2 separate regions of the Pan troglodytes genome follow, and region 1 is linked to region 2. A link is a contact called in public HiChIP or PLAC-seq data. All regions are on one chromosome and are shown on one strand. The core of a region is the stretch at or near the end of the contact, and the rest is flanking DNA. Distances in the headings are between cores, read along the strand shown.

Region 1 (6,711 bases), core at 1,238-3,737, 680 kb before region 2:
AATAACGATAATACCTCTATATGGATAACTTTATTTTATAAAAAGTTAGCTTCTACTTACATTTTGTTTATTTTTATTTTAATATTTGTTTTAATAGTAGAGATGGAGTTTCACCATATAGCCCAGGTTGGTCTCAAACTCCTGAGGCTCAAGCTATCCGCCCACCTCAGCCTCCCAAAGTGCTGGAATTACAAGGGTGAGCCACTGTGCCCACCTTTTATTTTGTTTTTGAGACAGGGTCTTGCTCTGTCGCCCAGGCTGGAGTGCAGTGGCACCATCATAGCTCACTGCAGCCTTGACCTCCCAGGCTCAAGTGTTCCTCTCACTTCAGCCTCCCAAGTACCTGGGACTACAGGCCACGTCACCATGCCCAGCTAATTTTTGTATTTTTAGTGCATACAGGGTTTCCTTTTGTTGCCCAGGCTGGTCTTGAGCTCCTGGAATCAAGGGATCCTCCTGCCTGGGCCTCCCAAAGTGTCACAGAACCTGAGCTACCACACCTGGCCTATTTACATTTTAAAGACTCTTCTGTTTAGGGTAATTCACTCACAATCAATATTCACTCTATTATTTTGCTGATATATATAAAATTTTCACATAAAAATGTTTTTCTTAACTATATTGAGAGAACTCAAATTTTTTATCTTCTGTAAAGCTGTTCCCCCTACAAATACTGTAAGTAAATGAAAATAAAAACTTTTGTTTGATCTATTTCTCAAAATTTCTAAATAGATAAAATCAGATTATAGTCTGAAAACTCTGTACCATAGATTTACATAGAATTGTTATTTATGTTAGATGGATTTTCCAGTTCCAGTAAGTTAGAGACATTTGTTAAATATAAACTAATGGGATTTTAGAATGATTTTAAGGATGTTTTTAGGCCGCGCGCAGTGGCTCACGGCTGTAATCCCAGCACTTTGGGAGGCCAAGGTGGGCGGATCACTTGTGGTCAGGAGTTTGAGACCAGCCTGGCCAACATGGTGAAACCCCGTCTTCACTAAAAACACAGAAAAAAGTCGCCCGGCGTGGTGGAGCACACCCGTAATCCCAGCTACTCAGGGGGCTGAGGCACGAGAATTGCTTGGGCCTGGGAGGTGGAGGCTGCAGTGAGCCGAGATTGCGCCACTGCACGCCAGCCTGGGAGACAGAGCGAGACACCCTCTCAATAAAAAAGAAGGAAAGAAAAGAGAAGAGAAAAGAAAAGGGGCCTACAGCCTCCTCATCTGCACCTCCATGCCTGTCCTCCCCACCAAACTCTACTTCGAGCTACCATTACAGCCAAAAAATCTTTGTTCTGATTTCTGTAAAGGCTTTAAAAAATTATCCAAGACAATCTCCTTGATTATTGCAACTAATTATAAAAAACCAATGTCTTTTATCTACCAAATCAACTAAATTAAACAAAAAAAAAGCCTTTCTGGCAAGTCCTCAGTTCAACAAACTCTAGATAGCCTGTTATCTATTTTTTGAGCACACAAAGTGCCTCGTTGAGCACCTTGTAATGTTGTCTTGGCCCTACATACATTCTCTTCATGCCACACTCCTGGAAAACAGTAGAAGGTGAACTTTATTTAGCTGTTTCAGCCTTCCTGGAAAGGTGTCTGTATATCTTACCATAGGAAACGCGGGGGGTGGGAAGCGGGGCGTGGAATGAGAAAGAAGTTCCCAAAAACTGAGTAACGGTGTTGGCAGGCGCCTGGATTTTCTGTGCGTGAGCTCGGGATCCAGGACAGCTGAGCTAACCCAGAGGCAAAGGCAGGACCCTCGCGGGTGGAGTGGGGGACGTGGTTAGTTTTCAGTTAACATTGAATTCTACCGGGAAGAGAGGAAATGAGGCCAGCCGATTGCGCTAGTCGTTGCTGTGCTGGCTCTTCAGCACGCACAGCAACTTTTCACCAGGGACAGATGCTGCTTCATAAAGAGTACGATCTCGTTAGCAAAGAAACCGCCCTCCCACGTTTCAATCTTTCCTCAGCAGTCTCCCACCTCCAGGCGTAACCCTAAATGAGAGGTACAGACAGTCTCTGAAACCACCAAAATATTAACACGCAGTGCGAGAAACTACAAGTCCCAGGATGCAGGGATGCCTCGGTCCCAACGCCGACGGTATCCACCAGAGAAACTACAAATCCCAGAATGCAGTGCTCTCTCGGACTCCCGAGAGCCTCTCTAAGGACGCGTCTTTACAGCAATTGGATCAGGGTCTGCGCTGCATGCTGGGAATCCAGAAGAGCTAGACTCGGATTGGTCAAAATTTGCCGGTTGCGTTCATAGGCTGGCCTACTATAGGGGAAAAGAGTAGGGCGCTACGCACTACCTCCAGACGGAAGTGAGCGACACACTCTGCGTCCTCGCCTCACCAGGTACGGATCTCCCGCGCGTCGCAGAAAGCGGCTCTGACCCAGCGGAAGTAATTCTTTCGACTGCCCCGGAACCCACCGGAGCAGGCAGCTGGGGGTGGGGGGGCGGCCCTGGGATAGGGGCTGTGGCAGTACGCGGGGACCCGGCTGCGGTGGCTGCGGGACTGACGAGTGAGTCTCGGGCTGGGGCGGAAACGGAGCTCCGGGTAAGGGTGGAGGGCGAGGGAGGCCGAGACTGGACGAGCTCGCAATCCCACTTCCCACCCCTTCCCTTCTGGGCGGGGAAGGAACGGAAGCTGTTAACCTCCTTGGGCCTCCCCAGCCCCTAGTTTGGGGGAGGGGAGAAGAGGGCGGCGGGACCTTTCCTGGCGCCGCTCGGTGGGTTTGGAAAGAGGTGGAAGGAGGGGCAGCAGCCAGCGAGACTGGGCATTCTCCGGGCTGAGCGCGGGAGGGTGGAGTTAGGAGCATGGTAGCCCTGTCGCTTTTCCTTTCTGCTTGTTCCTCGTGTCCGCTCAGATTAGTTCTTTTCTTGAAGTCAGTCCCTAGCCCAGGGAGAGGTCTCTCGCTTCTTCTAGCTGCAGTACCCGAGAAGTTTATCTTCTGGGTAACTTGTTGGGTGATTCTATGCTCGACTTCATGAGTTGGGGGTATCGTGCATCTACTGCCCGTCCAGTCTTGTCTGAAAGGAGGTATCTAGTGTGAAATACTGTGCCCATTGAGTTTCTCTTAAGGAACTGAGATCTGTTGAGTAACATATAACTGTGGAGTTTGTGCCATTTAGAGTGAGCATTTCTACTCCACATTGCTTTTAGTGTAGAAAACCGAAATTCTTTTTTAGGGGGCCGGGGGAGACAGACTTGCTCTTGTTGCCCAGGCTAGAGTGCAGTGGTTCGTTTTCAGCTTGCTGCAACCTCTGCCTCCCAGGTTCAAGTGATTCTCCTGCCTCAGCCTCCCACGTAGCTGGGACCAAGGCGCATGCCACCACGCCTGACTAATCTATTATTAGTAGAGACGGGGTTTCGACATGTTGGCCAGGCTGGTGTGGAACTCCTGACCTCAAGTGATCCGCCCCCGTCGGCCTCCCAAAGTGCTGGGGTTACAGGCGTGAGCCACCGCGCCTGGCCTTGAAATTCTTTAGTGTCTTAAAACCTCACTTTCTCACTTTTTAACTGCCATATTTGCTTTTTTTTCTTTTTCTTTTCTTTTTTTTTTTTTTTTTTTTTTTTTGAGACGGAGTCTCGCTCTGTCCTGAGGCTGGAGTGCAGTGACTTGATCTCGGCTCACTGCAACCTCCGCATCCGGGGTTCAAGCCATTCTCCTGCCTCAGCCTCTGGAGCAGCTGGGATTACAGGCGCGCACCGCCACTGCCGGCTAATTTTGTTTTTTTTTTTTTTTTTAGTAGAGATGGGGTTTCACCATGTTGGTCAGGCTGGACTCCTGAGCTCTGGTGATCCGCCCGCCTCCACCTCCCAAAGAGCTACGATTACAGGCGTGAGCCACCGCGCTTGGCTCCATATTTGCTTTTTGATCCCCGAAAGTTGTTTCCTTTTCTATTCAGTTACCTAAAATGACATATGTCTGATCTCATTTACATTATAATCATGTTGAAACGTAGCAGTTTACATGTGGATTTATTCATTCTGGAGATACAATGGCAAGGAAACAGCTGTGGTACGTACTATAATGGATATTTATTGTTTCTTGCCAATGATGATTTGGGGTCCCTGTTTAATATTAAGTGACCGTTCCTCTTTTTCTTAAATATGAAATTTGATAACTACCATTCAAAAAATACACGTGTATGCATTGCCAGATGGTAATTCTGTAATATAATAGGCACTAGTTTACAGCCAGAAGTTATAGTCAGTCCTATACATCAAGTTCTAAAGTGATATTTAATTGTTTAAATCTTCTAAAATGTTTATTTTGGTTTTTTTGGTAGATTTTTTAGCACTGGAAAATAATCAGGGAAATCTTTGCTATTATGCTCATATTTATTTTTGAGTCAGAGTCTCACTCTGTTCTGCACTCCCAGGCTGAAGTGCAGTAGCCCTATCACAGCTCACTCTAGCCTCAACCTCCTGGGCTCAAACCATCCACCTGCCTCAGCCTCCCTAGGAGTTGGGACTATAGGTGCCCACCACGACACCTAGCTAATTTTTTGTTTTGGGGCCTCAAGTAGTCTTCCTGCCTTGGCCTCCCAAAGTGCTGGAATTACAGGCATGAACCACCAAATCTGGCCAGCTATGGTCATATTTATGTGTTAATGCATTTCAGCTAAACTGCTGTCCTAAATTCTTTATTGTTGTTATTAAGTAAGAGCAGAAAAAGCCCATCCAGTAATGCCTGAATTTCAAGCCTCAGCGATTAGGAAAATAATAGTACATTCACTCAAGAAATATTTATTGAGCATCTACTAAGTGCCAGGCACTATTCTAGGCCTGCTGTCAAGAAACTTGAGGAAAGAAAGGATATGTGTAAGTAAGCAAGTATAGTTTCAGGAAGTGATAAATGTGAAAAAAATACAGCAAGGTTAAGGGTTAGAGTGACTGGGATGGGGTGTCTAATTTTGGTAGGATCATCAGGGAAGGAAGACCTCTCTGAGGAGTTGATGTTTTACCTGGAGACCTAAATGATGAGGATTTAAAAGCTTTTCGGACAACAGCAATTACAAATGCAAAGACCTTGAGGTAAGAGTGAACTTGACCGATTTCGAGGAATACCAAAAAGGCCAGTGTGACTGGAGCATAGTAAAGGAAGAGTGGTGGGAGACAAGATCAGAGTGGTAAGTAGGGAAGTAAATCAAATGTCCAGTTGAGACATGGTAGCTTGAACTAGAAGTGTGGAGTTGAAAGTGAGTAGTAGTCTGATTTGGAATGTAATTTGAAGCTGGAGCCAAATGGGTTTTGCTTTCTTCCCAGGAACAAAACGAACAAAAAAAATGTTTTTTGAATAACGAATCACTTTTCCAAGAATCTGGGTAAACAGCAGTGCATGTACTGAAATGGGGAAGACAAAGGAAGGGAGTATCAGTTTCTGAGACTGATAAATCAGAAGTTCTATATGGGACTTACTGAGTTCGATAACTAGTAGACACCTGAGAATATGTGCAGTAGAAAAGTTGGATATTCACGACTGGCACTCGGGAGAAAAACTAGGGAGATGATCTGGGAGTCATATTTTATAGATGATAACCTCTGGTCTGGAGGACATCAAATAGGGATTGTTAAATGGAGAAGAAGGCAGATGACTGGGAGCACTCCAGTTAGAAGAGGAGCATACAGTAATGGAAGCAGAAAAGCCAGGAGTGTGTGACATCTGGAGTACTAAGGAAGAAATGTTTCAAGATGGAGGGAGTAGGCAATTGTATAAAACACTGCTAAATGAGGATTAAAAATTGACCATGTGACCAAGTGAAGTAGTTGAAATTTGATAAGAACCCCTAAAATGGACTGGTGGGCCAAAGGCTGATCAGAATAGGTTAAGAAGTGGATGGGAATAATGGCCATAGCAGAGTCTTTGGTTAGGTGAGGGAATATCAATCATTGCTTAAGTGGAAAGGTTGACCTTTAGTAGAAAGGACAGTTTTTATTCAATATTTGAAATAGCAGGGTGGACAAAATATATAAACACAGGAATGCTGAAGATGGAGAGACAAGGCAACTGAAGTGATTGGTTTCAGTTTATTTTTAGCCTATCTTTCGAAAGGTTCTGTTAATATGTAGAATCTATGATTAATACACATTATATGTTGGGAATATCTGCTTATAATTTTAAAACTGAAACAAGGGAGTTTGGAGATATTATTTGAGAGAATAATGAGGTCGTTTGCAGGGGTGAGGCAGACAGACTCAGAACATGCAGCGCTCTGCAGCCCTTAAGTTCTGTGTTGTGGGAGGGCGACTCTGGGTAATAAACATGGGAAGCTGAGTTATAGGTGGTTGTCTGGGAAGGATGAATTTCAGATGGATTTAGTCATGAAATAGAGCCAGAATGGACTTTTGGACATAATTGAGTCCAATTCTCTCATTTGGAAGATGAAGAAACAGAAGTCCTATCACTTAATTTATCCGAGTCTCAAGATAGAAATGTCTAACAGAGTAGAAATTCAGATGTGGAGATGGATTCGGGTCTATATAAGGTAGCCATTGATTTTCATTCAACCGGGCTAGTTCTTAATTTATGATAAGAGATGAAAGCTGTGGACCTTCTCATGCCTCTTACTGTGAACTGCACATAGGCACAAAATTGTGCTTACAGATTCAAGGGTTTGGGATTCTACTGCTTATCTGTGAACCTCGAGGAGTGGGGGACTGCAGATTAAGAACCTGCTAGAACAGAGTCAACA
Region 2 (6,874 bases), core at 3,521-6,020:
CTAAAATACAAAAAATTAGCCAGGTGTGGCAGCATGTGCCTGTAGTCCCAGCTACTCAAGAGGCTGAGGCAGGAAAATTGCTTGAACTTGGGAGGCAGAGGTTGCAGTGAGCCAAGATCGCACCACTGCATTCAGCCTGGGTGACAGACTGAGACTCCATCTCGAAAAATAAATAAATAAATAAAGTTCATATTTAAAAATAAAACATTAAAATAAGCTTCCTCCAAGAGCAGAGAAAAGGTCTGATGCTTGAGGTGCAACATTTGAATAAGTACTTTTAAAGCCAGATTAAGTTTTTAAGCAGTTGCTAAAAAATTAATGAGGTTTAATGTGACCTATTTAGGAGAAACAGTTCTTTGTTGTGTTCTATTAGAAGGCTAATCCGCCTATGGAAAAAAAAAGTAGAATCCTATTTCTTTACTCCTTCTTTATTGAATCGTATCTGTCTACAAAAGGAAAGGGAAAATACTGTGAGGAAAAAGAGCATAAAGTGGGTCAGCAGTGTGCAGTTATAGGGGACAGAGTCACACCTACCTTTACTGAAGACAAGTTGAGATGAAAAACTGGGGTTACTTTTGCCCCTAGAGCAGCAGAAGGCCCTGCTCCCCTCCGTAGATCATGACATTGTTTAATGGTTAGAAGCGGACATTGTTTAAATCCCCAGCTTACCAGGTTTCACCACCTCGCTTCCCTCTCTAGGGTCCTATTAGGGTGATATTTGCGAGGCACTGTCTAACCCGAGAGAGTCCCGAAGCGTCCTGCAACAGGAAGATGCCCTGGACCCAGTGGATGGTCAGGAGATGCGAAGTGACTGCCAGGGTGGCCTGGGCACTCCCAACAGACCACAAATGTTGATTTCAGAATCTTTGGCACTTTCCAAAATGTGGCTGAGCAGTAATTTGGAAGCCTAAATCCTGACTTTAGAAATTCATAAGAACAACCAATGTTTTATAAACTCAACAGAAAGTAAAATAAACAAACCCAGGGTTTTACGCTCCTTTGTGTTATTTTTATGGCAATCTTTCAAACTAGTTCAAAATGTTCAATCCTCTGCCCTCTCAAAAATACTGAGTTAGGGGTGGCGGGGGGGGGGGTGGCGGGGGGGTGGCGGGGGGGGGGTGGCGGGGGGGGTGGCGGGGGGGGGGTGGGCGGGGACAAAACGACTAACAGTAACCAGCATACACTGCAGTTTACCATAGGGAAGAGCTAAGGAGACCTTGTGGCGAAAGAGTACAGGTTGCTTTCAGGCTGGCACCGAAGTCTCTCCCCTTCCCAACCTTCTCATTGAGGAGGGCCCAGCAAAGAAAACAAGGATGTTTATATTTACCCAGAAGTGTGCATGGCAATTGACCATCATGGTTCTCTCAATGAGCTCATCAGGACATTCCAGAAGGTGATGCCCAGAGACCACACCAGCATTATTGACCAGGACTGAGACTTCGCCAACCTCCTTGCGGACTCTTTCAGCCGTCAGGTAGACGTTCTCCCTCTTCCCCACATCACAGGTGTAGGTAAAAACCTGCAAGTTACAGTGGGGCAGAATTTCTTCCTCACCATTCCCAGCTGTCCTCAGAAGTCCAGATGAGGAGAAAACATGCAAAAGAGAAGGAAGTGCAGAAAGTGAGTCACATGGCGATCAGTAGGACAAAGATCACACAAAACAAAAATACTACAGTGAGCTTCAAATTTCTAACGCTGCAAGGCTTGCCAACGACTGAGCTTTACAGCTGCCTTCCTCCCATGAAGTCTTTGGGAATTACAGCAATTTACTGGATAACTTTGCTTAGGGGAAAGTCATGTAATTGTGACAAGCCCAATACAAGTAGACCACATGGGATCAGCTTGCTGGAGCTAAAGACACCTGCAAAGAACTGATCTCAGCCCAGAGCTCAGAGAACAACACACACACACTACACACTCCTCTTTTTTTGGGGAAACAGTGGCCCAAGAGAAACAGCTCTTAGTCTTTAGTATGAGAACCCTCAAAATGGAAACTCACTTCAAGGCTCACAAATCAAAACTGCAATTAATAATCTGAATTCATCCAAAGCCAAGAAATGAATCCACAATTTTTAATGAAGAAATAGGGATCACTGGCTTGTTCTAACTGGGCTAGCTGACTCCTCTAAGAAGTACTCTCACAAATCAAGTTACAGGTAAATATGCAATTTTACCGCATAAGAACTTGACAATTTAAAAACCAAAATCGGTATCCTGGAAAATGAATACCCTTATCTTTTAGGTTTCGGCAGGGAGCACAAAAATCTGTATTTGCTACACCTCCATACCACCAATGAAAATGGTACATTTTCACCCTTAAATTAAAAACGCAGGTATCAATAAGTTTGATGATAAATTATCAATACAGGGGAGAAGTGCCCAAGTCAATTTTCTCCGTACAGGTAAATGTTTTCCCTAAAAATGAAAAATTTTGTTAAAAACCAACAGCCATTATCAAATTTCCTGAACCAATATTTATGGTTGGTTATGGACTTTGCTTTGGCTTAAAAAAAAAAAATCTCAGATTCAGGTTAGTTAATAAGTATTCAGAAATGCAGATTTTCTGGGGTGACCAAAAACATGGAAGAAATTTACAACGAAGCCTAAATCCTCCAAGAGCTTTCTCTTAGGAAGCAAGGCGTCTTTCAATCACGCTCAGGGAATGTAACTAAAGCACTTATCGCTGGCGAAACAATGTAATTATGTTCCTCAGGCTAAACTTATAATGAAACCGTCAATACTGCCCTCGTCTAAGGGGTTCAGACCACAGTAAGACAGACACTTCTTCAGTCTAGTCAGAACAACTTCCCAAAGACGCTTCAGTTTCCCATCGCGCCGCTTGTAAGTCGGAGCAAGACATTTCTTTGGGATCCAAACCTGTGGTAACAAGTTCCCTCCGCCTTCCCTACCCCGGAGGGCTTAGGAAACCCTCCCCCGCCCCCCGCGTGGTCCCCAGAGACCGAACCTCCGCGAGGACAGGGCACCTTCTCCCTGGTAATACAGAAGTGATCGCGTTCCTTTATCAGGGAGCGAATTCCACTCGTCTCCCGAAAGACCGGTGGGGTGTTCCTTTCCTCCACAGCGGGGCTGACCAGGCAGCGGGATTTGGGGCCTGCCGTGGTAGGGCGCGGGGTGGAAAGAGGCTTGACCCAACAATGCTCCCGCGCGGGTCCAGGTTACCTTGCAGCGCGGCGGCGTCGGCCGCCTCCAGGTCGCGGTAGATGTGGCGCACCATGCCAGCCGTCTCCTCGTTGCTTTGCGTGTTGATGTCCCACAGCACCAGCAGCGCCCGACGCCGGGCGAACTCCAGCGCGAAGAGGCGGCCCAGGCCGCTGCCGGCGCCGGTGATGAGGCACACCTGGCCCGCCACGCTCTTCTCCTTGGGCCGCACCAGCCAGCGCGCCGCGGCCAGCACGAACGCCCAGAGCACTTTGAAAGTAACCACGAAGAACTCCACCACGATGTTCATCGCGACGCCCGGGGCCCCGCACGAGCCCAGTGCCTGCGTCCGCGCCCACCCCGAGCCCGGCAATCGGGCTCCCGGCTCCGGGGCGCTTGTCACAGAGGCCGGGACGAGAAGGCTGCGCCCCGCGCCCGCCCCCGAGGTGCCCGCCGGGTTGGAGTGCGCGGCGCCGCTCCCTGCCTGCGCGGGGCCACTCCCGCCCGGGCTCGGCGCTGTGGCCCCGGACTGTGCCCGCCGCGGCAGTCACCCGGCTCGGCGCCTCCTGCCGGCAGCCGCCCGCCCGTCCCGCAGCGCCCGGCCGGCCGGCTCCGCTGCAGTGGCGGTGACAGCCGCGAGTTAGACGACTCGAACTGCCCTCATGGCCAAGCTGCTGCCGCCCGAGCGTCCCCGGAACCGGCGCGCCGGCTCCCTCTCACCCCGGGGGAGGGGTGCGCAGCGGAGGCGGCACGGGCCAGCAGGCTGCCGCGGGAGTTGTCAACTCGACCCAAGTTGCGAGAGGGTGGGAGAGTGGGGTGCGGGGCGGCGGAGCGCCGGGAAGGGGAAACTCGCACGGCGCAGGCAAGCGCTGCCCAACGCCTTGCAGATGCCCCTGAGGGCTCGCGTTCCCCGGCCCTGCACTCTCCGCGGCTGTCACTCGGGCACTGGGCTCCGCAGCGTAGCCCGCTTGCAAGTCAGAGCGCTCCGGGCCGGCTCTGAGCGGGCTCCACGCTCCGCGCTATATAACCCCGCGACCGGGAAGAGCCCGCGCCAGCCTCGGCATCGGCCCTCCCTCCGCCCGGCCTCCCCGCCCCCGGGCGCACCCCGCCCCCGGCCCAGCCCCCAGCCCGCCAGCCGTCCGCGGAGCCGAGCGGGGTAGCCCCTCTCACACGGCCGTGGCCGCAACCTCAGCCCTCCTCGCACCTCCCTTCGCAGCTCACGCCCCCTCCCGTGGGGTGTCCTGGCCTCCGCCTGCCGAGCTCGGCAGTCAGCAGAGCCCCGGCCATCCTCCTCCGGCCGTCCGGTCCCCACTGGTCCCTGGCTAGCCACTTTTCGTAAGCCAGAGCACTCCAGACCGCCCCGCCTGCGATCAGGCGCTGCGGAAGACAGCCCTGTGGGCTGGAGCGACGACAAGGACCTCGCGGAGCGGCGAAAGGGGTGTAGTCTGCGACTACCGCGGCAGGGAGCCGGGAGGGCGGCCAAAAGTGACTTCGAATTGCAGCTAGCCGTTTGGAACGTGGCCCAAGAGGCTCTCATTTTCCTGGCTGGAACCGTCGCCGCGGTGCTTGCCTGCGGTCCTGGTCACCCGTTGCCCTCCCGCCGGGCGGGCGAAGACTGGTGCATGCTGGGATTTGTAGTTCGTCCCCATGAGGCTCGTCCTGGGAACATTATGGGGAGGAACGGAGCCTAATCCTGTCAGCGCAGCCTGGGGATTAGGACCCGGAGTTGCCAAGGTGTCAGCACTCTTTGCTCTTGAATTGATTAAAAAGTCTAATCAAATGCATATATTTTCTTCAAACAAGTTTTACCCGAAAGTTTGTTGAAAGAGGCTAAATCAGGGAGTTCTTTGCGTCTGCAAGGCGGCTTTTTAGTTCTGGATTCTTTTCCGGCTTATTCTAAGACACCTATGAGTCGTGGGGCTTCTCTCGCGAAGTCTTTAAGTGGACAGTACGCATGCGCCAACTTCCTCTTTTTCCGGCTGGAACCATGGAGGGTGTAGAGTGAGTTGCTTCTGGTCCTCTTGAGAATCCTTCTCCATCTCCAGAGCCAGATACTTTTTGTGCCACTTTTTCTCTCTCTGGCCGTAGCTTGCACCTTTGCCCACCTCCCTGCTTCATTGTGACGCTTTGTGACACCAGTGGGGACCCGAGGCTGGGGTTGGGATGCGGGCGGTCTTAGGACGGAGGTTTTGGAGATCCCGGGAACGAGATGTTGGGTTGGAATGTGTGTGGAACCCGTCGGTTGGCTGACGGCCCAGTCCTCGGTAGAGGGTCTTTCGGGGGAGGCGCAGAACCTCAGCATTGTGTTCGTCCTTGGCTGGTGCTTGGTACAGGCCGACCTGCCGCCAGGCCTTTGCTTTCAACATGTGGATCCTGATTGAACCAGAGTGGTGGTGGCTTGTTTTTTTTTTTATTTTTATTTTTTAATTTTTGCGTTTAAAGTCTCGGGGTCAGTGCCTTGCAGTAGTCTTTCAGCTAGTACATTTTGTTATTCGGGTGTTGGTGTGTTTTTTTTGTTTTTGTTTTTTAATTAGTCGTCGGAGGCCGGGCCTCTTGGTTGAAATAGGGAAAAACGTATTGCTATTGTCATATTTGTGATTGCGTTTTAGGCAACATGGTGTTAAAGGTTATTGACATGGAGCTAAAATATGCATCGTACACTGTAGCATGCCAGAACAAGTAAAGTTACTAGTGACTAAAGTCAGTGACAGCATTTCTGGTAAACAACACTGCTCAGTACGGGAGTAATTCAGCGCTGTGAGCTTTTTGAGCTATTGATAACATTTTTGTTTATTAACGTTAGAGAGAAGAAGAAGGAGGTTCCTGCTGTGCCAGAAACCCTTAAGAAAAAGCGAAGGAATTTCGCAGAGCTGAAGATCAAGCGCCTGAGAAAGAAGTTTGCCCAAAAGATGGTAAGTAAACTTTTTGAGGCACTAGCACATAAGGAGGCGCCTTATTGGGATTGAGGATGAGGTGAATGTTCTTGGCAAGATTTACTTCCTAACCGTACTGAGTAATTGCTTAGCTCCCTAATGTTACAATCTGAAGGTAGTGGGGTTTTTTGGTGGGGGATGTAATTGCATACTGTGGCAAGAAAAGATTTAAAGGAAACGTGTTTTAGTTTTCTTTTTAATAATTGGCATTGCTAATTGTGATTGAGCTAAAAATTATGAATAACTGATTATTGGTTTTCAGCTTCGAAAGGCAAGGAGGAAGCTTATCTATGAAAAAGCAAAGCACTATCACAAGGAATATAGGCAGATGTACAGAACTGAAATTCGAATGGCGAGGATGGCAAGAAAAGCTGGCAACTTCTATGTACCTGCAGAACCCAAATTGGCGTTTGTCATCAGAATCAGAGGGTAAGTTCAGTTTTACTGCATTCGGGTTTGAAAGGGAAAAAAAAAAAAAAAACTTCACATTACTTCTGGGAGCCCTGATTCTGAAACACTGGAGGAACAATATTTTAGGGGAAGCTAGAACAAGGAGGGTGCTGATCACTAATGGTTTAGTTGCGAGCCATGTTCCCCAAGCTCCTATCCCTTCTCTTAATAGAATACAGAAATTCAGTGTGTAACATGAGAGGATTCCTATCTGTTTAGGTAGGATTCGATATTCAAAACTATAATGGTTAGTATTAATAAAAATTTCGATGAAAGGCAAATGCATTTCTGGTCTGTTTTCACCACAGTATCAATGGAGTGAGCCCAAAGGT

The links. HiChIP or PLAC-seq counts read pairs in DNA pulled down with a chosen protein or histone mark.
Region 1: a contact with region 2 is called in an H3K4me3 HiChIP or PLAC-seq map of stem cell-derived excitatory neurons, with 2.8 times the contacts expected there. The contact joins the promoter of ELOC here to the promoter of RPL7 in region 2. A contact is called at or near these places in 1 of 7 Hi-C or Micro-C datasets (stem cell-derived neural progenitor cells) and 1 of 1 datasets of contacts at active chromatin or transcription factors (stem cell-derived excitatory neurons).

Annotation. Positions count from the first base shown.
Region 1 is chr7:82,622,075-82,628,785 of NHGRI_mPanTro3-v2.0_pri, reverse strand. It overlaps ELOC (elongin C), which reads left to right and starts at 2,487. Exons shown (of 4, transcript NM_001252005.1): 1 at 2,487-2,534.
Region 2 is chr7:81,948,049-81,954,922 of NHGRI_mPanTro3-v2.0_pri, reverse strand. It overlaps RPL7 (ribosomal protein L7), which reads left to right and starts at 4,770. Exons shown (of 7, transcript XM_063816398.1): 1 at 4,770-4,893; 2 at 5,963-6,071; 3 at 6,355-6,521; 4 at 6,851-6,874. The coding sequence starts at 6,069. RDH10 (retinol dehydrogenase 10) reads right to left here and starts at 4,157. Exons shown (of 6, transcript XM_528167.9): 1 at 3,181-4,157; 2 at 1,328-1,563. The coding sequence starts at 3,469.